Linked DNA regions of Rattus norvegicus: region 2 is linked to region 1. A link is a contact called in public Hi-C data. All regions are on one chromosome and are shown on one strand. The core of a region is the stretch at or near the end of the contact, and the rest is flanking DNA. Distances in the headings are between cores, read along the strand shown.

Region 1 (7,874 bases), core at 3,381-5,880:
CTTTTATAAGCTGAGGTGGGTTCTGATTGGCTGGTGTGTGTGTGTGTGTGTGTGTGTGTGTGTGTGTGTGTGTGTGTGTGCGCGCAAAGTAGATGAAAATTAAGGACTAAGACCGAGTGGCTGAGTAGAGAGGCTGCTCAGATTGGGAGGGTTCAGTTAGGACCATTATCTGTTCTCAGCTCCTTTGACACTACCAGGGAAGCTGGAGAGATGATCAGAGGATGTAGCTTATGCCCCTTTCCCATTCTCTGATCACAGTTGGGGGCCTTCCTATGTCCATTAGAACTGTCATGTGATCATAAGCTGCGGTGCTGCTGAGAAAACATCCAAAGGACTCTCAAGTCGCTCTACCGTAGAGACACCTACAGAGCCATGCTGACTGGGGCTCTAGTCACAGTAGCCGAGCTGTGCAGTCAGCCTTAGGTACCTAGCAATGGATGACGGATAAAGCAAATGTGGCCTTTTGCAGGAAGAGGCACGGGGCTGTGGCTTATCATGTCCAGAGGAAGGAAGCAGATTACAATCACAGTGTCTCTCATATGTGGAACTTGGGGGAAATTGACAGATATAAGAATGAAGTGGGATACTAGGAACGTTTGGGGGACAGGCAGGCAGGGTGAGAGGGTTTAGAGGTGACGAGAAATACAGTACTTTATGTAATTAATGTATACTAATAATAAAAAGAAATGTTCCAGAACAAATTAAAGAAGGAACAGAGGGATGGATGGAGGGAGGCAACAGAATTTCTCACTTGAATGGGAAACTCTGAACGTTCGTCCTGATGAACATCAGGTCCTGGCAGAGAAGACAACATTGGTTGCCTTCCTGATGCCTTGTGTTCCTTTCTTAATAAAAGCCTTTTCTGATGTATACCTTTCATGGGCTTCAAGTGAGTCAAGCTCCAGCCCCAGCATCAGCTCTCAGTCAATCCAAACTCTTATAAATCATGATCTCTCTACAATGGAAGTTCCCAACTGGGTCTCCATGTTTCTCTCTTCCTACCACCATCACAACCACCACCACTACCACCACCACCACCACCACCATCTCCACCACCACCACTATCACCATCACCATCACCATCACTTCCACCTCCACTTCTACCTCGATCATCACCACCACCACCACCACCACCACCACCACCACCACCACCACCATCATCATCATCATCATCATCATCACCATCATCATCATCATCATCATCTGCAGAGCTGGGAGCTGAGTAGAGGGCCTTGTACATGCTTAGCAAGCACTCTTTTACTGAGCTATCCCCTCAGAAGTTCTCACTATGTAGCCAAGGCTAGCTTTAAACTCCTAATTCTCCAGCTCCTACTTCTAAAATGTTAAAATGATGGGTATATACTACCATGACCAACATGACCTTCTTTTGCAATGCCCCAATACTTCTCAGAGCTATTCCCAAATAACTTAGAGAACATTTGTGCCTCAGCAACATGTTAGCCAGCTGAGAAAGCAAGGCACACAAGTAAGGAAACAGTAAGAATTCAAATTACATTCTCTTTAAATTATTGACAAGCAAGTGACACATCTATTCATTTGTGTGTGTGTGTGTGTGTGTGTGTGTGTGTGTGTGTGTTTTATTTTTGGTTGTTGTTGTTGCTGCTGCTGCTGCTGCTGGTGATGTGTGTGTGTTTGTGTACCCCATCTGCCCAGAGGTTGAACTGCCCACAGTGGGCTGGGTCCTCCCATATCAGCCACTAATCATGAAAATGTTCCATAGGGTTACCTACAGGCCAATCTGGTGGAGCCATTTTCTCAACCAAAGTTACCTCCTCCCAACTGATCCTAGCTTGTACCAAGTGTACAGAAAACTAATTTGCAATTAGAACAACCAGAGAAGAGTCTCTTTAAGTGGTTGTATCTTCAAAGGTCTCTAACAAGATCTAAGATGGGTGGCACAAAACCCCTTGAGCAAGTAGTGTAGATTCCATGCCGAGTTGTAGCCCCACAAACCCCATTCCACTAATGCTTTAGGCAGCAGCATGACGAATAAAATACAGAGAGAAGTCTCTGCTTGGATTCCTGAGAAACGTTTCCCTTGTGCTATGAAATTCTGGTGCTGGTGGCTACAGAGTCTGTGATGAGACCCAGAACTGCAGTCACCATCTTGGCCCACGCAAGGTAACAATTCAGACTACAGAGGGAAAACGACGACCTGCTTTTAATACTGAGTCCTGGAAGGACCCATCTCTGGGCTTCCTATTGTGTGAGCTGATACCTTTTCAGAAATTTCAAGCTCTGGAAATCTGAGTTTCCTGTTGACCTGTACTCACAAGTCTCCTTCCGGGTAATCCAACAAAGTACATTTAGGAAACAATTCTTTTTATTCAGAGTCTCTGAGGAAGCCCATGATTCTTGGCTTGCCCTGGATCAGTGCAGTTTGCCAAATTCCCTTCTCTGAGGAAACCTTTTTTTTTCCATAGAACCCAATTATATCTCACAGAACACATGTGTGCCAAAAAACACACTTCTGAAAAGCTGCCTTACATCCCGGCTCATGGCTCTCAGCCCCCACCGGCCTGCAGAAGCCTGTGCACACAGACTCCCACCTCAAAGCACAGAGCCCACATGTGTTTCTGCTCAGTGGGGGAGACTAAATGGAGCCAGATGTACCTGGGCAGGCCACAGCAGAAGCAATGATTTAACATCCTAGGTATGTGGGGATTAGCTTGCCTCAGAGCTCCCATGGAGGGGAGGGCCTTACTTGCTGGCCTGCTAATAGATTCAGCAGAGATGCCTCACAGGCCGGACACAGCATGTAGCATGTTTTGTGTAACAGGTAGTGTGCATGGCATATTCTGTCCATGACTATACTGGTGTATATGCCTAAAGTGGTGTAAATTAGAGCTGCAACTGTGAACACTGTGCGTGTGAGAGCTGTGGCCATGATGGCCAGGCTGTGACTGGAACACTTTGATGATTCTGTCCACGATAACTGTATCTTATTCCTGTGATGACCGCCACTGCTTTTCCATATCTTCTGGAGCAGGGCCTGCTTTTCCTGGTGTTCTCCACTGAGGGACCTTTTGGGGAGCATCCCATCTGCCTTATTCTTTCTTAATCTCAGCCTGAGGATCCCTGACCCAGCTGGTTTTTTACTGGAAGACCATGGCCGTCCCTCCTAAACTGAAGCTCGGAGACCACTCAACACATGATTTCCAAACAACATCCTTTGGATTCTTTGGTGTTTGGAATGTTCTTGAGCCAGGCTAGTGTAGGGATGAGGAAGGTCAAGGTCCCTGTCCCAGTTAGGTCAGACTAGCTCTTGTTTATTCTCTCTATCTAGGAAAACCAGTTAAGCTACTGACTGGCAGGCAGCCCTGTATTTTACCACAGGCGAGGTCTTCTCTGTGAATGTGCTAGAATCCCCAGAGAGTTGTGGGCCAGTGGAGGGGGTCAGGACAGGCATGGAGAGACATAACCCACAAAATCAGCCGTTTACTCTCCCTCTTGGCTTTGCCTGGTGTGACCCAGGAAAGAGTGGCCTGCCCAATGTGTCTGCAAGGCTGTCAGGCAGCCACACACAGCACGCTTCTTAAACTCTGGGCCCCTGGCAAGGAAGCAGAAGGTAGGCAAGAGCAAAGTACAACCTCGGAGGTAGCCTGTGTTTATTTGCTCAGCTGTGATCAAAGGCCAATGCTGGCCACCCACAATAGGCTCGCAACTTCACCTGAGACTGCATTTTTAACTTCCTGGGTTACTTAATCCAGCTCTTGGAATGCCTGGGGGCATGGATTGGTGAGGATCCAGCAGTAGGTCTCCCTTAGGCACAGTGGACACATGCCTGTGGCCTAATACTATTGGCACCCACCAAAAAAAAACAATGGTTTCATTTCTCTTAAAATTAAAAGAAGAAAATTAATTTTTATTTTAGTAGAGCATGTTATTCATCTCTGCCCTAATACATTTATAAAATAATATTACTGTAGTATAGCAGCTCCATGTCTGTAGAGGAAGGTTTGTGGTTTTGAAAAATGTCACTGAAGTCAGGAAAAAGGCACGAGGTATCCTGAGGCTGTGACAGGGAACTTCGAGGTTTTATCAGCTTGGACAGTGCCACCAAACAGGGTGTGTGGGTGGGGGTTGTTAAACAATGCAAACCTGTTCAATCGGTTCACCACCCTTGAGGAGCCTGATAGGGTGTCGGTAGGGTTGGTTTCTTCTAAGACCTTTGCCCTTCCTTATGTGTAGCAGTCTCCTCTCTCTCTCTCTCTCTCTCTCTCTCTCTCTCTCTCTCTCTCTCTCTTTCTCTGTATGTATGTATGTGTCTGTCTATGTATTTCTTCATGAAAACACCAGTCATACTGAATTTAGAGCTACCCTAATGACTTCATTTTTAACAGAATCATCTCTTTAGAGACCCAGCCCCATTCTGGGGTCCTGGAGTTTAGAACTTCAAATTTTCAATGCAGGAATTTGAACTCAGTTCTAAATGAAGTATGTTCACTCCATATTCTTCCCCTGAAATTCTCCCCCTCCCTTCCTTGATCCTTCCTTCCCCACTCCCTTCTTCAGCTCTCTGCTATTAGAGGGAACACTCTCCAACTCCCTGTTCACTCTATAGTCCTGTGAGTCAGCTGATGTCACAACTGGCTTTGGACAAGCTAGGGCTGCCAGATGGCGCACAAAAGACCGCTTGTGCTGGGAGTGGACTGAGGTCTCTTCCTTTTGGATGCCAGAGCTTGATCAGACTACACTTGTGGATACTCAGTGTTCTGATTCTAGGAGCCATTAGGTGGTGTTGTGAGCTGGTAGAACCCACAGGGGACAAAGAAAGCCTGGTCTACCTGCTCCCCTCTTCTCTGCCCCATCCCCACTGTGCTCATGTTATAAGGTCTGCCTTGGGGTGTCTTGACAGTGAAGGGGCTACACTCCCCAGATTTGAACAGTAGAGGATGTGGGCAGGTCTCTGGAATGCCAGGGATTCTCAGAGTTTTACCAGGGCTTTGCCAGGAGAAGGAATTTAGAGACACAGGGAGACAGCCTCCAGCCACTGATGTTTCCGTGAGGCTGCAGAGCTGCCTCTGCTCCCTGGGAAGTCCAGTGCCTCTCTTAAGCACAGTGAGCAGATTGGTAGCTTTGGTAAAATTAGCTTGGATTTCTGAAGACAAAAGAGGAGGATGGGGAGGAGGAGGAAGAGGAGGAGGAGAAGGAGGAGGAGGAGGAGGAAGAGGGGAGGAGAAGTAGGAGGGAGAAGATATGTGGAGGGAGGAGGTGCAAGAGAAGAATAGAGGAAGAAGAAAGGGAGAAGGGGAAGGGGAGGAAGGAAGGAGGAGTAGAAGATGTGGTGACATAAAAGTAAGGTTATGTTTGAGCTTCATTCTCTTGTGCCTATCCTTGTGTGATGACCTAACCTTCTGGAGGCTCTCCAATGTGGATGCACAAACCTTACCACAGCTCAGTAGTCTTTCCCTGGTGAATGACCTCAGAGTCAGAGTGCAGGTGGGAGTACGGTTGTGGTTATTCTAGAGCTACAACAGACACTTGTCCTGGGGCAGGAGGGGCGGAACTGTGGAACTGGTCTGGGGTCTGGTGCCCCTACCTGAGAGTAGGTGACCCAGGAGGAAAGGAGCTAGGGATACACTTTAGCACTCTAGCATCTCATTCTCTCTCTCTCTCTCTCTCTCTCTCTCTCTCTCTCTCTCTCTCTCTCTCTCTCTCTCCACCTCTCATGTACAACAAAGTAGCAGAGCTGGAAGCTGGAAGCTGGATTAGCTCTCAGCAGGGATGCTGAACCAGATGAGCCAATGATCTCAATCAATACCTGCCCCTGTGTTCCAGGGGCTGGGATGGGAAAGATGGGAAGTCACAGGTGTCCTGTTATAAGTCAGGCTCATGTCCTCTCTGAAATAATCTTTCTTTCCCCTCATCACGTAAAGAGTTAAGACTTATTATTTTAAAAATATACAGAAAATACAGCCAAGTGGAAGAAAGGTAGACTTGACCCAGTAAATCCTCTACCCAGAGACAAGCACTGTCAGCACTGTGGTCTGTCCTTTCTCCCTGGACCTCACCCTGTGTGACAAACACAGCAATTCAAATGCAGGGCAGAGTGACAAGACCTTCTTTGGAGCCTTCACTACCACAGCAGAGGTGGTCAATAGTATCAATGTTACCTCTCCTGTGACGTCACTTCAAGATAGCTGAGCCAGGGCTCATAAGGAAGGCCACCCTGTCCTCAGAAACAAGGTCAGCTTTGTGAGATAGCAAGGTGGCAGGCAAGGTATTTTAGATGGATGAAGGAAACAGGATAAGTCATAAAGGTGAAGGCCAACTCCATGGCTTTTTCAGCCCTGGAGAGCAGCCAGAGCAAATGGATATATATTGGGTGTGGGCCCATTCACTATGCATGTGTTAGGGTGGGTAGAGGCGAAGCATCAGACGTGAGCTGGCTGTAGTTAGCCTTCCAGAGCCATGACATATTGACAGCTCAAGTTGTCTCTCTAAGGCTCCTGGGAACTCCTGAAGGCTTGTGTATGTGTTGTATGTATATTAACATACTCAGGTGTGGGTATGTGTACAGGAGAGTGCCCATGTATGTGTGTGTATTAGTGGAGTAAGAGGCCCATGTCTGGTGTCTTCTGCAATTGTGTGTCTCCTCTTCTGAGACATGGCCTCGTACTAAATCTGCAGTTCATTAATTCGTCCATGTTGATTAGCCAGGGAGCTCCACTGCAGATGCTTGCTGTTGTCCCTGGCCTTTTACCTGGGAACTGGGGATCTGAACTCGGGTCTGCATGCTTGTAACACAAGCACTTTATTGACTGAGCCATTTCTCCTGCCCAGGCTCTTTAGATACAAATGGTTCTTTCAGTGAGACACTAGACTCCACATGGAGGAATCATAGAGACCACCACAGGATGCTTTGATGCTCTGACCCTAGTGAAGAGAGTGGGGTCAAAGTCTGGTGGGTTTGGGAAGGTTACTATATCCCCAGATACTCCTGGATTACAGTGTCCCAGATAGATCGATGAAGGCTGAATATGCTAACCCGTTCACAGGAGATGGGGCAAGTGGGATCTAATTTAAGGGCAGCAGCCTCTACCCAGTCTCCTCTCTAAAGTCAGGCTCAGCTGTCTGAGGGTACATCTGTCTACTTCATTTTCCAATGTGAGAAGAGGCCTCTTTGTGACTGAAACTGGATTGACATTGCATACGTTTTCACTTGGGTGCTCTCTAGGATGGCTGATGCCATGTGATATGGTTAGGCGCCCCACTTTCTGCACTGTCCCGTAGGCATTAGGAAATACTAAATTGATGGAGCATACCTGGCTCATCTACCGTGAAGTGACGTCACAGAAGAAGTAAAACTGATACTACTGACCACCTCTGCTGTGGTTGTGAGGGCTTCAGAGCTACCAGTGAAGCCTCTCTACCAAGAAACTTTCTGTCCAGTGTTGGACACATGGCAGGTATGCGCAAATATAGGAGTGTGGTTCACAAATGGCCACAAGTGAGGACAAATACCTGCTGGCCTATGGTTGGGAATGAGTGAATCAGGGTAGCTCATGCAGAAAGCAGAGGAGGGTGAATTTGGCTTGCAATTTTTGTCCTTCATGAGTTGAGGCTAAATGTTGCAGGCTATCCAAAAAAAAAAAAAAAAAAAAAAAAAAAAAAAAAAAAAAAGGCGCTAGGGCAGGACTGAGTGTAGCTTCACCAGCGAGCACATTTGCCAAGAGTAAAGAGCAGAGAGAGAGCTTTCAGCCAACACAAAGGGCTGGAGCTGGGACAGGAAGGGAAAAGTGAAGAAGGAACTTTGAGACTATGTCACAGGTCTGAGAAAATCTGGATCAGGTTGATGGGGGAGGTTTCTTAAGTAACACTGTTCATTAAAAATATCCCACCTTAAGCAT
Region 2 (7,874 bases), core at 3,299-5,798, 690 kb after region 1:
GTTGAATATGTGACAACACCCTCACAGGTGAAAGGAACATTCTGTGCAAAGGTCCTTGAGTGGGAAGAGGACAGGGCTTTGTGTCAAGAATTAAATCAAGGACAGTAGTTCTGAAACCTAGAGGCAAGAGTACAGAGCTAGAGGGAGGCTGGTAAAGCCAATGGCAGCTGGATCATGTAGGCCCTGTCGTAGAGGTGGTGTTCTCTGTCCTGAAGGAAATGGGAACATGGCTAGAATCCCAAGCTGTGACATCCCATCTCTGCTAGCACAAGGAGCAAACTGCATGGGCCAGCAATCAGTGTGGACGCAGGGTCCAGTATCAAGTCTCTGAGGAGACCACTGGGGCATGGCACAGTGGTAAGATGCTTGTCTAGTGTCTTTGCTGCTTTTTATTGCTGTGACAAACTACCACGATCAAAAGCAATGTGAAGAGTAAAGGATTTATTTCCACCTACAGATAACCCTATGCCATCAGGAAGGAGAGTCGGGGCAGGAACTCAAGGCAGGAGCCTGGAGTCCGGAACTGAAGCAACGGCCATGGAGTAATGCTACTACTGGCTTGCTTCTCAGGGCTTGCTCAGGTCATTTTTTTATGCAATCCAGGACCACCTGCCTGGGATGGCACCACCCACAGTGACCTGGGCCTTCCCTCATCAATCAGGAAAATGTCCACAGACTTGCCAGAGGCCAATATGGTAAAGGCATATTCTCAAGTGCAGTTGTGTCTTCCCATATGATCCTACCTATGTCAACTTGACAGAAAACTAACCAGGGCACCGAGTTCTATCTCCCCCATGCAGATAGATAGGTAGGTAGGTAGGTAGGTAGGTAGATAGATAGATAGATAGATAGATAGATAGATAGATAGATAGATAGGCAAAGTCAAGAAGGGTTATGTAGGCAAAGAAAGACAAGGCCAATGAGCATTCCTGAAAGCCAGAAAAGCATTCCTTGGTACAGGGGGAGGCCCCATGCCCTGCAAGACCTGACTTCTGGGTCTCTTAAACCCCTCTCCTAATGGCTCAGGCAATAGTCTATAAAGTGCTGTAAAGCTCAGCTTTGTGAGACACAGAATATTATCTACATTTATGGATGAGGGCCCTGAAGTTCGGAGGTCTCATGGCTCGTCTGTGGTCATACACCTCACAAACGATCCAGCTGGGACTAGGACTCCAGCCTCCTCTGAGGGCTTTGCCTACTCTGTCACAGCTGACTCCAGATCTGGTCAGATCCTAAGCCAGGAGGTCTTTGTTCTCCTTGTCTAGGATCCAAGCATTCTTTCCCTAAGCACAGCAGCAGGATGCTGTCCTTTCAAGTGCCGTTTCAGCATCGATTCTGAAACACAGATTTGTCCTCCCCTCTGTCTGCGTAGCAGCAAGGCAGGGTCACAGTTCACAGCACCCCTTCCCATGTTGGGCCTAAGGCAAGATGTCCATCCATGCACTCCTGTGTCTGTGTACTCCTTTGCCACCTGGTAATGCAGCGCCTGTGCCTTGGCAGACGTGGAATATTCCCTCATTAGGAGTCAGACCTGTCAGAACCTACAGCTCTGACTCACCACGTTTCCTAGGTGTGTCTTCGAGAAGTAAGGGCACCCCTGTTTGAGAGGCTGGAGGCCAGTCTCAGGAGAGCTCAACAACTGGTTTCTTTCAAGGGATGAGGGGCTTGATGGGCATAAGGCTGATCTCTCAGCCATCTCACCTGGCTCAGAGCTGTAGTCCCCTGTTGCATAGCTGCCTCTGGGAACTCAGAGGGCTCTCTCAATATGGGCTAAGAAAGATTCCCAGGTGGTACTCGACATAGTGGACACCAGCACATGCCAATTTCCAGCCATCATTCTCCATGTGTCTGTCTCTAACACATCTGACCTCTCCCTTCAGCCCAAAAGGCAAAATCTCTCCCCTTAGCTCTGTGGATAAGGTGACCAGATGTGACCTGCCCTTTGGGTACACATGACTATCCTAGTCTCCCAAGAGGCCTTGGTTCTGGAACTCTGTGCTCCGAGTCTATGGCTCCCAGCTGCCCTCCCCCCTGTCTTCCCCACTTGCCTAGGCTCCACTTTGTCTAGCTTGCTGTGCAGTGTCTCTGTCCCCAAGGGCCTCTGCTGGCTGTCCCTTCCTCTGTATTCTTGACCATATCTATCCTTGACTTTCTATGCCTTCCTGAGCTTCTTTGCCTCTCAGACTTTAACCCCACACTGGCTGTACATGTGTATGGCTGTGCATGGGTGTGCGTCTTTATGTGAAGTATGTGTGTTGTGTGACTATTCATCACACATGTGTGCACACATGTGAGCATGTAGTGCTGTCAGCGTGTTCAAAGCCATCTCCCTGTGTATTCATGCCTGGAGTTTCTAGCTGTGTGAGTGTGTACATGGTCTGCATCTCTCTGTGTGTGGCTATATATCATTTGTGTGTGCATTGTCTGTCTGTCTGTCTGTCTGTCTGCGTGCTTGCATGCTCATGTATGCTCATGCCTGGTATGTCTGGCTGTGTTGAGTGTTTACACATGTATCTGATGAGTCCTTCTGTGATAGTGGAGGGGTTCGGTGCATGTAGACCTAAGGGTGTGCACAGCCGTGTGTGGGCTCTGGGGGTAGTATATGACTGTAACTGAATGGCTGTGCAGTGTGTGTGCGTGCTACTGGCTGCATCTATGGGCGCCTCTCCCACCTTTCTGCTGTCTGTCTCTCCTGTCAGGAGGCCAGGCTGGGGCCTGAGAAGGCTGTGCAATGAGATCATGCTGTGAGGAGAGACGCTTTGTCAAGAACGCTGCCAGAGAGTTGGGCTGCATGCGTGGCTGGGGCCGTGAGCAAGGTGGTGACTGTGAGCAAACTCAGGCCTGGGGGCAGCCCCGTGTGGTGCGAGCACGAGAGAGACAGAGACGGAATGCAGAGCTGAGCAGAGCCCAGACACTACAGCAAGCAGCCCAGGCAGCCGCCTCCACGTGGGGCCCTCTGATGCCCAGCCCCCAACCCTTTGTTCTGCTTCAGCCTTTAGCCTCTGTGCACACGGGAGCAGGAGCACGCGTGCGCACAGGCACTCGCATCCTCATCTTGAGGCTCCTGAGGGGCCAGCTGCACCCTCCCACACACCCCCACCCCTTCCTAGCATAGAAGGTCACCTGCCCAGCCCCCAGCACCTGACATATCCCAGACTCCTCCAAGGCTAATGCCCACCAGCCCCCTCCACCACCGAATGCCAGCCCAGAGTAACTTGGCAGGCTGTGCTGAAATGTCAGCCTTTTGGGCGCTGAGTGGTTTGGCCTTCTGCTCAGCCTACATGGGAGCGAGTACCAGGCAGTCGCCATGTCTGAGGGTACCCAAGACTCCGTTTGTGTTTATGCTTGAATAGATCTATGTAGCCTCAGCTGACCCTCTGAGGAGCCAGCACGGGTTGAAATAACAGAATAAAGAATGTCAGAGCCCAGAAGATAAGCAGCCGGGGACCAAAGGAAAGGAAGATGTGCCCCAAGCCATAGTGGGGCCGGGACATGGGTGTGGGTGCTAGCTGCTACTTTTGGTCTTTTTTTCTCCCTGGCTTCTTTTTTTCTCCTGGCACAGCCACCTAGTGTAGGAGGCATCAAGAAGACCCAGGGCCACCCTAACAGGCACCAGCAAGCTTTTGGAGAAGGGACTATAGAAGGCAGAAGAATAATCAGAGAGGCAGAGGGTGTTTACCAATCAGAGCACAGCCAGGCTGCCCAGAGCGTGATGGGAACGCTGCACTGCTGGGTGGCTTTAGTTCATGCCTGCTAGCTGCATGCATTTGCTCTTTGTGGGACAGCACCATCACACAAATGTTTTGCTTCCTTTGGATGGAAACCTTGGGTCTGCATTCCCAAGATGGATACGGTCTAATGGGTTCCCCCTTGGGAACAAGTGATGTGCCTAACCTACTACCTACTGTCTTACCCCCGAGCCTGACACCGTGGACATGCCTCTGTCCGACCTCTAACTTCTGTACTAAGCACACCTTCCAGCACAGCAGCCCAAGTCCCTAAACCAGGGTGGAAACAATGTAGCTTGCTGGGCCTTAAGTCCCCAGATGCATGCCTGCTCTGTTTTCCCTGATGAGTCATGTGCCCGTCAGATGTCAGCTGGTCATAATGGAGGCATTGAGACATGCCTTGCCTCTCTCTGCCTGTGATCTGTGGAAGAAGCTCTGATGAGACACTGGGTCCCACTCTAGAGCTCTCAATTCAGGGATAGGAGCTGGGATGGGGTAGCTTCTACAGTAGCTTCTGAGGCAGCCATGGGATGGGATGCAGGCACCCTAAGCCAGTCAGGTCATTTCAACTTCTACCAGCTAGGACTCCTTATACCAGGGAATGCAGGTCATACACCAGTGTCCCATCGTCTTGGCAAGCAAGCCTTCTTGTACCTACCTAGCTGCATGGTGACTCTGAGATGCCTCCATGGTGGGCAGTGCTTCTGGTCTCTCATAGAGTCAAGGCTGCTGTCTCTACCTTCACCCTTCCCCCATAGCTTTTCTCCACCCTCTCTGCCTCTGCCCACCCCAACAGAGCACTCAGCTGCCTTCCCTTCAGCATGGAGGACAAATAGCACCATTCAGGGACACCCAGCAGAGCTGTCTCCCTAAGACAAAGCTGTGTGCAGCTCCCGTGAAAAACGGCTCTCGGCCGTCCAGTGAGCAAGCAGGATTGGTGGGGTGCAAATTGCAGGGGATTTGTTAGCAGCTGCCAGTTCCCCCAGAGATAGCAGGAAGGCAAGACCTTGTCCTTGAAAACCAGCCGCCTGGCAGGCCGGGGCACCTTCTCAAGGCCAGGGACAGACTTCCTCCTGGACACCACCCCCACCCCCACGTGAACTCTCTGCAGAGCTGGGCTGTGGGGGAGGGCTTGGCTTCCTTCCTTGCGCAGGACCTTCTGCCTCTCCCAGGCCAGATCTCATGGAAATGGTTCTGGATTTTACTGCCAGCCTTTGGGAACTGACTAATCATCAGATACACGTAGTGGCCCAAACCTGTGTTCTCTGTGCCATGGGAGAGGTCACTGGGGCTCTGTTGTTGGCACACCCATTTCCAGAGGAGGAAACCAAGGCTCTGAGAGGGCCAGACAGACTCCAACCCCATGGTTCTCAGTGCTAGCGACAGAATTTGCTTACAAGAGAATCAAATTTGGGCCCCAGGAAGCTATCCTTCCTTCCGAATGAACCTGCATGACCCAGAAACACAGGTTGTCCTGGGGCAATGGCCCTGCTTCCCCCAATCCCCACTTTGCTGGGGGATGTGACCCAGGCTCCTGTAACCTTGCACTGTTCTTCAAGAAAGGGACAGGGAGAGGAAACTTGTGGGGCCAGCATTCCCAGACTAAGGAATTTGGAGGTGGCAGTTGAATGATACCTACAGTATTAAAACCTCACTTTGGAGAAGAGGTAGAGCTGTGTCAGAAAGCAGGCAGATGTGGGAAGAGCATCCGACTCAGAGAAAGGGCTGAGTCCCTCCGTGGCCACAGTGGCTATGTGGAAATGCCTAGGGTGTCATCAGGTTAACCTTTTAGCAACAGTCAGCTTTACCAAGGAAGAGCATCCCGAATGGCCATCCAACACTAGGTGGTCAGTCCTGAAAACATCTGCATAAGTAGCATTATATAGAGTGAGCAGATTGTATTTATTTATTTAGGAATATGGCACAGTGTGTGCACATGCACACACATGAGAGAGAGAGACAGAGACAGAGACAGAGAGAGACAGAGACAGAGAGACAGAGACAGGCAGAGAGAAAGAGACAGAGTGTATATATGAGTAACTAGGTACAGAAGCTGCCCATGAGTACACTAGACACAGAAAATAGGCACTGTCCCAAAATATTGACTTACAAAATCTATCTACTACAAAAGAGGTGGATGTGTGACCTTTCCCTCTGTTTCCTCTGTGTTCTGGTGAGTTCCTTCTAAGCTCATTGAGTTGTTAGGGGTGTCAAGAACAGAAACAACTCCTAGGCAGCTCAGCTGTTTCTCTATACAGGCAGCCTGCGTTGATGCCCCTAGAGCCTAAGGGGACAGGCCTCTTCTTGTCAGAAGGCTGTGCTTCCTGCCTCTCACAGAATTAGCTCATAGCCCCCACCCTACAACAGAGACTTGTGCAAGGCCAGGGCTGCCTGGGGCTCAGCAAGGTGTCTACTTATTAGGCCCATCCAAACATAGAGGCCGAAGGGGATAGGGAGGGGATGAGGGCATCCGCCCACGGTAGGAGGTGTCTGCCTCTGTGTCTGTGTCTGCGACCCTACCAGGTGATTCAAAACTTTCTCAGTAGAAGTCCAAGCACTGGGGGCTGTGAGTAGAGGGGAAGGGATCAAGGATGTGTGTGGTGGGGGAGGTCATGTCTACTGAAGGCTTCCTGCCACATGGTGCGTATCTGACGTGGGTCCTCCCAAATGCCGATCCTGCAGTGAACATCCCACTGTGCTTTGCTTCTTGGCATTGGGTTAGGGGAACCAGAAAGCATGATGGGAGAAGTAAGAGCATAGGTGGGAAGGAGAGGCCTCAACAAAGTGTGGCTGTTAGGCGTCGTGGCTGCTGTGGGCTCCTGGGGCTCAACCTGCCAGCAACTCTGTTAGGCAGGAGAACTCACCCCTCACCCTCACCAGTTTGGAGCTGCAGAAGAAGTACTGACCCTTCATCCCTTAGTTGAGGGCTGTCTGGGTTAGAGGATAGGGAGGATGGGCCAACCTTCCAACACACAGGTAGCTCTGCCTGGGGGCAAAACCACATCCTAGGTCAGTGCGTGTGCTTTGTAGCCGGGAGCAGACAAGGCACTCACAGAGCCCATTATGCAATCTCTCCCTGCCACAGTCCCCTGCAGCTTCCCACCGCCTGGACAGGCTCCGATCTAGCCATATTATGAGTGCATACTGAGAGTTTTGCTTTATTCATATGGCTTCTACCCAGAGATTGTAAAAAAAAGAACTAGATGCCACTACTTAAGAGAACTGTTTATCCCTACCTACAGTGGAGTAGCCACCCCTTGCCACATTCAGAAACTGTCAAGGCAGTGAAAGCCACTTCCTGAGTCCCAGTTGAACAATAGTTTTCTCGTGGGGACCTGGGACCCTATGAGCCATCCTGTAGGTCATGGCCTGTGGATGATGACATCTTACTGGACATTTGTTCCATCCAGCCTCAAGTTCCCCTGCCATCTTAGGCATCTGCACCATTTCATGGGTCCAAGAGTCAGGGGACGCCAAGTACTCCTCAGCATGAACAATACCAAACAGGAAAGGACTGGTGGGATTCCAGCGCCGATCCCAGTGTAAGCACAGGCCGGAGAGAGAGAGAGAGAGAGAGAGAGAGAGAGAGAGAGAGAGAGAGAGAGAGAGAGAGAACGAGCCCAGGCTCTCTTGAGGTTTGAAATAAATGAATGCTTCTGTTCTGTGGGTGAGGGGTGAGGGGTGACCGGAGTGCCACACCCGCCACAGCTCTTCACCAGTCTGCAGGTCCCACTCCAAGAATCCCCAAGGCAGGCTTTAAGGAAGAAACACGTTCAATGGATATCCGGGATAGAAGTAGGACCTGAGCTCCAGCCAGGCCATCTTTGCTTCTCTGCGGAATGCAAGGGGCCCGAGAAGCTAGAACATTGCTCTGGGAAAGCAGGACCAAAAGCACTGTCACCCTGCAGATGACCCTTTTCTATACCAGCCCTCAGGACAGAGGTCCTGCTGAAACAGTCCCCCCTCTGATGTCCCCTGGTATCCCAAGGAGGTATGGCTTAATAAAGCCAACCACAGCCAATAATGATAAAAAGGAAGACCAGGTAAGAGGATCAAGTAAGCCAGGGCTTTGGCCTTCAGGTAGCCTTAGTGTTCTCACCAAGAGGAGGGATTCTCAGGGCTCCAGGACAGGAAGGTGAAATGGAT

The links. A called contact is a pair of places that touch in the nucleus more often than the background predicts.
Region 2: a Hi-C map of mammary epithelial cells shows a contact between it and region 1, with 2.3 times the contacts expected there. The contact joins two enhancer-like sites. A contact is called at or near these places in 1 of 12 Hi-C or Micro-C datasets (mammary epithelial cells) and 1 of 1 datasets of contacts at active chromatin or transcription factors (oligodendrocytes).

Annotation. Positions count from the first base shown.
Region 1 is chr16:469,936-477,809 of GRCr8, forward strand. All of the region lies in intron 5 of LOC134482310, which reads left to right. Among named protein-coding and RNA genes, the nearest start is that of Rps24, 380 kb to the left of the region's middle. Within about 2 kb of position 4,631, at least 31 of the 93 cell types and tissues checked have an H3K27ac peak or open chromatin away from gene starts, as enhancers often do.
Region 2 is chr16:1,155,668-1,163,541 of GRCr8, forward strand. The region is part of intron 6 of Zmiz1 (zinc finger, MIZ-type containing 1); the gene reads left to right. Among named protein-coding and RNA genes, the nearest start is that of Mir3075, 52 kb to the left of the region's middle. Within about 2 kb of position 4,549, at least 47 of the 93 cell types and tissues checked have an H3K27ac peak or open chromatin away from gene starts, as enhancers often do.